Regions from separate parts of the Mus musculus genome. Here region 2 is linked to region 1. Evidence: chromatin contacts called from public ChIA-PET data. All regions are on one chromosome and are shown on one strand. Each heading gives the region's core, a stretch centred on a gene start, on an enhancer-like site or on the middle of the called end of the contact. The rest is flanking DNA. Distances are from core to core; before and after follow the strand shown. Region 1 overlaps Crim1 (cysteine rich transmembrane BMP regulator 1 (chordin like)). Region 2 has its middle 13 kb from the start of Gm32464.

Region 1 (2,700 bases), core at 194-2,693:
CAGCAACATCAACTAGATTGCAGGTCTGTATAATGAACATCCACATAAGAGTATTCTGCTTTTTCATTTGGGGAAAATAAATGCCTACACACACACACACACACACACACACACACACACACACACATATATGGAGGTGTGTGTGTGGTGTGTGAGTGTGTCTTTAAATGACTTTAACCCCCATTTCATGATAGGAGAAAGAAAACAGAGTCAAAGTAAAATATTTGAAACAGTAGACTTTTAGCTTAGGTTAAGTCAACATTTTAAAACTATATACTATAGGTATAGATTTTTAGAAGAATTATTGTTCAAAACATGTTTGAGTTCATTGCCAATTTGATGGCCTGATAAGCGGCACAGGAAAAACAGAAAGGGCTCCGAGAAGGCGGAAACCAGTGTCAAGTATCTGGGAAATAAAAGCAGGAAGCTCCAGGAACTTGGCCTCAGACCAGTTAGAGAGAACAGTCGCTTGAAAACCACTCACGTTACCTGCATTCTGGCTGGGAGACATCATACAGTGACCTACCCTTCTGGGAGTTGTGGGTTCTCCTGCTCTTCAAGGAGATAGGAGGAAGTCCTGATTAAAGATGTTGTATCCCTTGCTAAGAGAAGCGTGGTAGGTAGGTAAAGAGGGAAGTTTTCTTCCACTGCACTGGGAATGACCACAGGAAGGACTTAGTGTCATGTGAACTTTCATTTTAACATTCGAGCAGTGCTTCCCAGGCACGTTCCATAGGCAAGGACTCTTTTGAGGTCCTGTGCCATTCAATGATTCTTCCCTTTCTTTTGTTCGGTCTTAACCTCTTTAAGAACATACACAACTACATTTTCCAGTCCTCTCTTATGTCCTAAGATGTGCTCAATTCTACCAACTCCCTGCCCATCCTTGTCTAACCCTCGTGTTAAAGCAACACTGGGCGTAGCAGAGAAGGTTTTTGCTTCACATGTAATATGTCTTATTTTAAAATGAACACACTGTGCGTTTTAAGAATACATCAGTTATTGTTGCTAAAAGACGAAATGCATCCTGGCCTCAAGCTAGGGAAGGGGTGCTCTTTCAGAACCAGCTTTCAACTTTCTGTTTGTACCTCCAGGAAGTGCTAACCAGATGCTGATCTAATGCCTGGCTTCAGCAGGTTTAGGGTTTTTTTTTCTCCCCTGAGTGGCTCTGGGCAGCCCCTCCTGTGTGTGTGGTTTCTAACTTGGCTGGAGATGACCTCTCAGGTTTTCCCAGGGTTCAGCGTGGGCTCTGTCACACGTTGCTGCTGAGTGGCTGCCTGGCCCAGCTGTGTCCAGCTGAACCCTAGCCCTACACACACACGCACACACACACAAAAAAAAAAAAAAACATTTTCTTCTATAGAATCCCAGCCCTCTGAGTGGCCACAGGGACAGCTAGGTGACATGAGCACTTGCTGAGATTCCCCCAGAGGGAAGTGGGAGGTGGTTCTTCAGTGCCTGAGAACAGACCGGCTGCTCTGAGCTGGGTCATCTCCACCAACCAGAGGGTGTGGACCATCCCAGGTTTCCTGAGCCACTCGCCGTTCAAATGTGTGCCCCATTCGTTAGTGTCATTCTTATTCCCAGGCCATTATCTGGTACCGTGGACACTTCACCCAAGTCAGGTGAAGTGTCCACAGTCTTTTTACTAGAGAGAGGAGGGGAGTCTATGAGAGGAAGCTCAAGCATGATTTTATGAGCACAGTGGCTTTAATGTGAATCTGCCTTCTGTCAAAAGCTGATGGTTTCAAGTGTCCGTATGGCCTGTCAGGGTAGGGAAGGATTTTTTGGTAGACTTATTTTATGCTTTTCCAGGCTTGCAGTATTGCATGTTTATTAGTATCTTGGTTAAGAGGTCATCTGGGAGGAACAGTTCCTTAAATATAGGTTTTCTTTCTCCTTCTCCTCTCCTCTCCCCTCCCTCCTTCTTTCCTTCCCTCCTTCCTTTTGTTCCTACTTTTTTTTTTTTGGAATGAAAATGGAAAGATCTTTGTGAATGAAAGGGACAAAGTTGAATGCATACAACTCCACACAGATGTGCCCCCCTCAGCTCCCAGTAAGAAGCTAGTTTCTCCCACTTGCAGCTGAAAGTCACCAGGATCAACCTTCTGTGGAGCGTGAGGGTGACTTCGTTCGTCCTTTTCCAGGATTGATCATCCCATCGTGTTCTTTCCAGGCTTGTGTTCGCCTCAGAACCCCAGCCTCACGTTTCGCTTTTTTTTAATACACTTTCTTACCATCTAGGAAGATGTTCACCCAGGCAGTGACATACTCAGGACAGCCAGATGCAAATGGAATGGCGCTGAGCGTGGGAGCTGAGGGAGATAGACATTCATGAGCAACAAAAATCAATTGGACGGAGTTTTAATTAGTTGCAAAGCCCTTCTGTGACTCATAGACAGGCTGTTTACCTCTAGATCTGATGTCTCTGTTCCTTGTGAAATGTGCGACTTTCTCAAGAAAGTCATTTCAGGGTTCATTAACATTCAACCTTTGGTTTAAAAAAGTTTAGAAATGTCCTACTCATAAAATTTGACACATCCCCTAGTACTTATTGACTGCTGCCACGCATAGGGTAGTAGCCTGGGCACTCAGATAATCTCTTTGGGTATGGGGTTCCTCTTGTAATGGTGTATGGGCGCTAAGACAAGAAGAGCAGCCCACATAAGCTGCTCCTGCTGCTGGAGTCCTGGGCATTGT
Region 2 (2,700 bases), core at 174-2,673, 210 kb after region 1:
GATGGCCGCCCACCCATGGGCTCCAGTCAGGACACCTACCAGTTCTGACCCAGCTCTGTCACCGGATATGTATCCAAAGGCAGGGTGCTTAAGCTCTTGAAACTCAGCCTGTCCACCTGGAGAATGATCTCAGCTCATTTTTAAAAATACAACTTGTTTTTAATGTTTTGAGAAGTTCATACGTGCATACGATATATTTTGATTATATTCTGTTAGATCTATTCCCCTTTGCTCCTTCCCAACTTTGTGTCCTTTTGGGTTGTGTGTGGTTTTGTTGTTGTTGTTGTTGTTGTTTGTTTGTTTTGTGACCGGCCTTATCCTATACTCATGAGAATGAGGTCATTCACTGCACTTTGGTTGACCTACCAGGAGTCATACCCTTAAGAAAAAGTGACTGTCCTTCCCTGAGAAGCCCCCAACTGCCAGTGGCTCCTCATCTAGGGGTCAGAGCTCACCGGTCCCTCTCCAACCAAGCTGGAGTATTGACTAGACCAATCTTGCACAGGAAAGTTCTTCTTTCTCTCTTTTTTTTCTGTCCATGTTATTTAAAGAATTGTATTTCTTAAACTAGCCTTGCCAACATAGACACTATATAAAGTTCATGGTTAGCAAAACACCCTGAGCAAAAGCAGCTTAGGAAAGGAACGGGTTTATGTGGCTTACACGGGCTTACACCGGCAGGTCATATGAGAGCGTTCACTGGATTCTGCTTATTTGCTACAACAATCTTCTTACTACACTGATGTAAGTAATTATACCCTTTCCCTATTCCCCTTTCCTGTGCATTGAATCCTCCAACCATCTCTTCCAATAGTTTTATAGCAATCTGAGCCGGTTTTTCCTTTCTTACTCCATAAGAACTTGTCCGTAAGAATCCAACATAATAATTATAAGTGGCAGTTACCATCTATCATCTATTTTGTGTCATCATTATGGAAACCCTAAGCAGCCCAATGGCATCATTTTTTTTTTATCTGAAATGAGAGGTAACTGATACACTGAGGGCTGGGAAGTTTCCTAGAGTTCCATGGCTCCTCAGAACGGAGAGGTTGGTCTTCTCCTAGCTCCAAACTCATAAATGCTCTTCCAACTAGCTCAACTGATATGAAGACAGAAGCAGTGGGGTGGAAGGAGGGAGGGGAGGGAAGAAAAAATACCAGAAAGGAATAAAAAATTAAATTCAGAGAATATTATTTTCACCCTCTTTCTTTGAAACAAAAAATAAGTGTATTCAGACCCATGGAAAGTGTATAACATTGTAATTCATATTATCTGCTTTAGCAGAGACCACAGGGCTGATAGAAACAATTATTGTTTTCATCGTTACAATGTTTTTCTCTGGGTCTATTTAGGAAGTGGTGGAAAGGAGGCAGCTCACCGATCTGTATCCTGAAGTTAGACACTGTTTCCTGTGTCAAGGGCAGGGCAGGCAGCCTGTATCTCAAGGTCAGAGCCTGCCTAAGACTAACCCAAAGGCTCAGCTCCCAGTAGAGGTAAAAGCTAATTCATAAATTCCGTGGCAATAAATCCTGTCTCAGCTTCTAAATAACCCATTCTATTTTCAAGTGAGGTCAAGTTAGGAAGCCGAATCCAGGGACAAGAAAGATCCAATAATGTTCTTGGCTGGAAAGCCTGCCATTCATCAACAGGTCACATGCCTGTCGTGCTCTCCGGCTTACCTCAAGTCATGACCATTTTGGGGAAGGTATGATGTGTGCCGAAAGCCTCAGCATTGCTCCTAAGGCTCTGGTGCCCCCGCCAGGAACTGTGGGCAGCTGATCCTCCATGGAGGTGGCTTCTGCAGGGGCTGCTTCAGCTGCAGCTCAGCGGCTACCAAGAGGCTTTATGCTCGATCATATCTATTGACAAGCTGAAAACTGTCACAAACTGAATGTTTCTTCAAGGTTATTTAAGAGTTGCTACAACTCAGGACTTTGCTTCATGCAACATCTGAGGGACAGGGGTAGCTTTATTCAGTTAGAGAGACCTAGGAAGTAGCTGGTACTTAATGTGCTATGACGTTCTTCCACACTTGAACAATAACTATGCAAGTTTATTCAACTTCAAGGCTCTTACCCAGACCCTAAGCCCCTTCTACGGAGAGCCACACTTGTCCCGCCCCACCACGATTCCCCTGCCTCCAGCATCTGAAACACAAGAATCTGGCAGACAGCGACTGCGTCTCATTTAAGACCAGTTTGCCAAAAAGTAAGAGAAGACTATTTATCAGCTAAAATTATGGGGTGTTGTTCTTCCTCTCTGGTTTTCAAAATTAACATCTACTAATGGACATGCTAATGCTGAAAGGGAGAACCTCACTGGTCCCCACCCCTAGACAAAGAACCATAGCAAATGCCAAGGGAGAACTCAGCTTCCCCAGGAGTAAGGTCCCTAGTAGTTTATCCTGTATCAAGTGGTCCCCGTAGCATCATATACATAGAAGCAGTACTAATGGATTCAGTAGTGTGTGTCTGTGTGTGTGTGTGTGTGTGTGTGTGTGTGTGTGTGTGTGTGTGATAGTCAAAGAAAAAGAGGCCATGAGTTTGAGAGTGGGAAGAACATTCAAGGGTTGAGAGGGAAGGAACGAGAGGAAGGAAGTGATGTCATATACTTTCATTTTAAAAGGGTTCCCAACTCTAAAATATATCCTTTTCTGTGTTTATTTCTTTCTTAACCACTTCAAATATGTTGCATAGTGTT

What was found. ChIA-PET counts read pairs in DNA pulled down with a chosen protein or histone mark.
Region 2: a contact with region 1 is called in an RNA polymerase II ChIA-PET map of memory CD8 T cells, with 27 read pairs. The contact joins two enhancer-like sites. A contact is called at or near these places in 1 of 15 datasets of contacts at CTCF or cohesin (the NIH/3T3 cell line), 5 of 115 datasets of contacts at active chromatin or transcription factors (bone marrow-derived macrophages, cardiomyocytes, memory CD8 T cells and 2 more) and 1 of 9 other capture datasets (adipose tissue).

Annotation. Positions count from the first base shown.
Region 1 is chr17:78,244,463-78,247,162 of GRCm38.p6, forward strand. All of the region lies in intron 2 of Crim1 (cysteine rich transmembrane BMP regulator 1 (chordin like)), which reads left to right. Among named protein-coding and RNA genes, the nearest start is that of Gm41620, 36 kb to the right of the region's middle. Within about 2 kb of position 1,444, at least 68 of the 459 cell types and tissues checked have an H3K27ac peak or open chromatin away from gene starts, as enhancers often do. A contact at or near this core is called in adipose tissue and memory CD8 T cells, where this site is marked.
Region 2 is chr17:78,449,983-78,452,682 of GRCm38.p6, forward strand. No RefSeq gene overlaps it. Among named protein-coding and RNA genes, the nearest start is that of Gm32464, 13 kb to the right of the region's middle. Within about 2 kb of position 1,424, at least 32 of the 459 cell types and tissues checked have an H3K27ac peak or open chromatin away from gene starts, as enhancers often do. A contact at or near this core is called in adipose tissue and memory CD8 T cells, where this site is marked.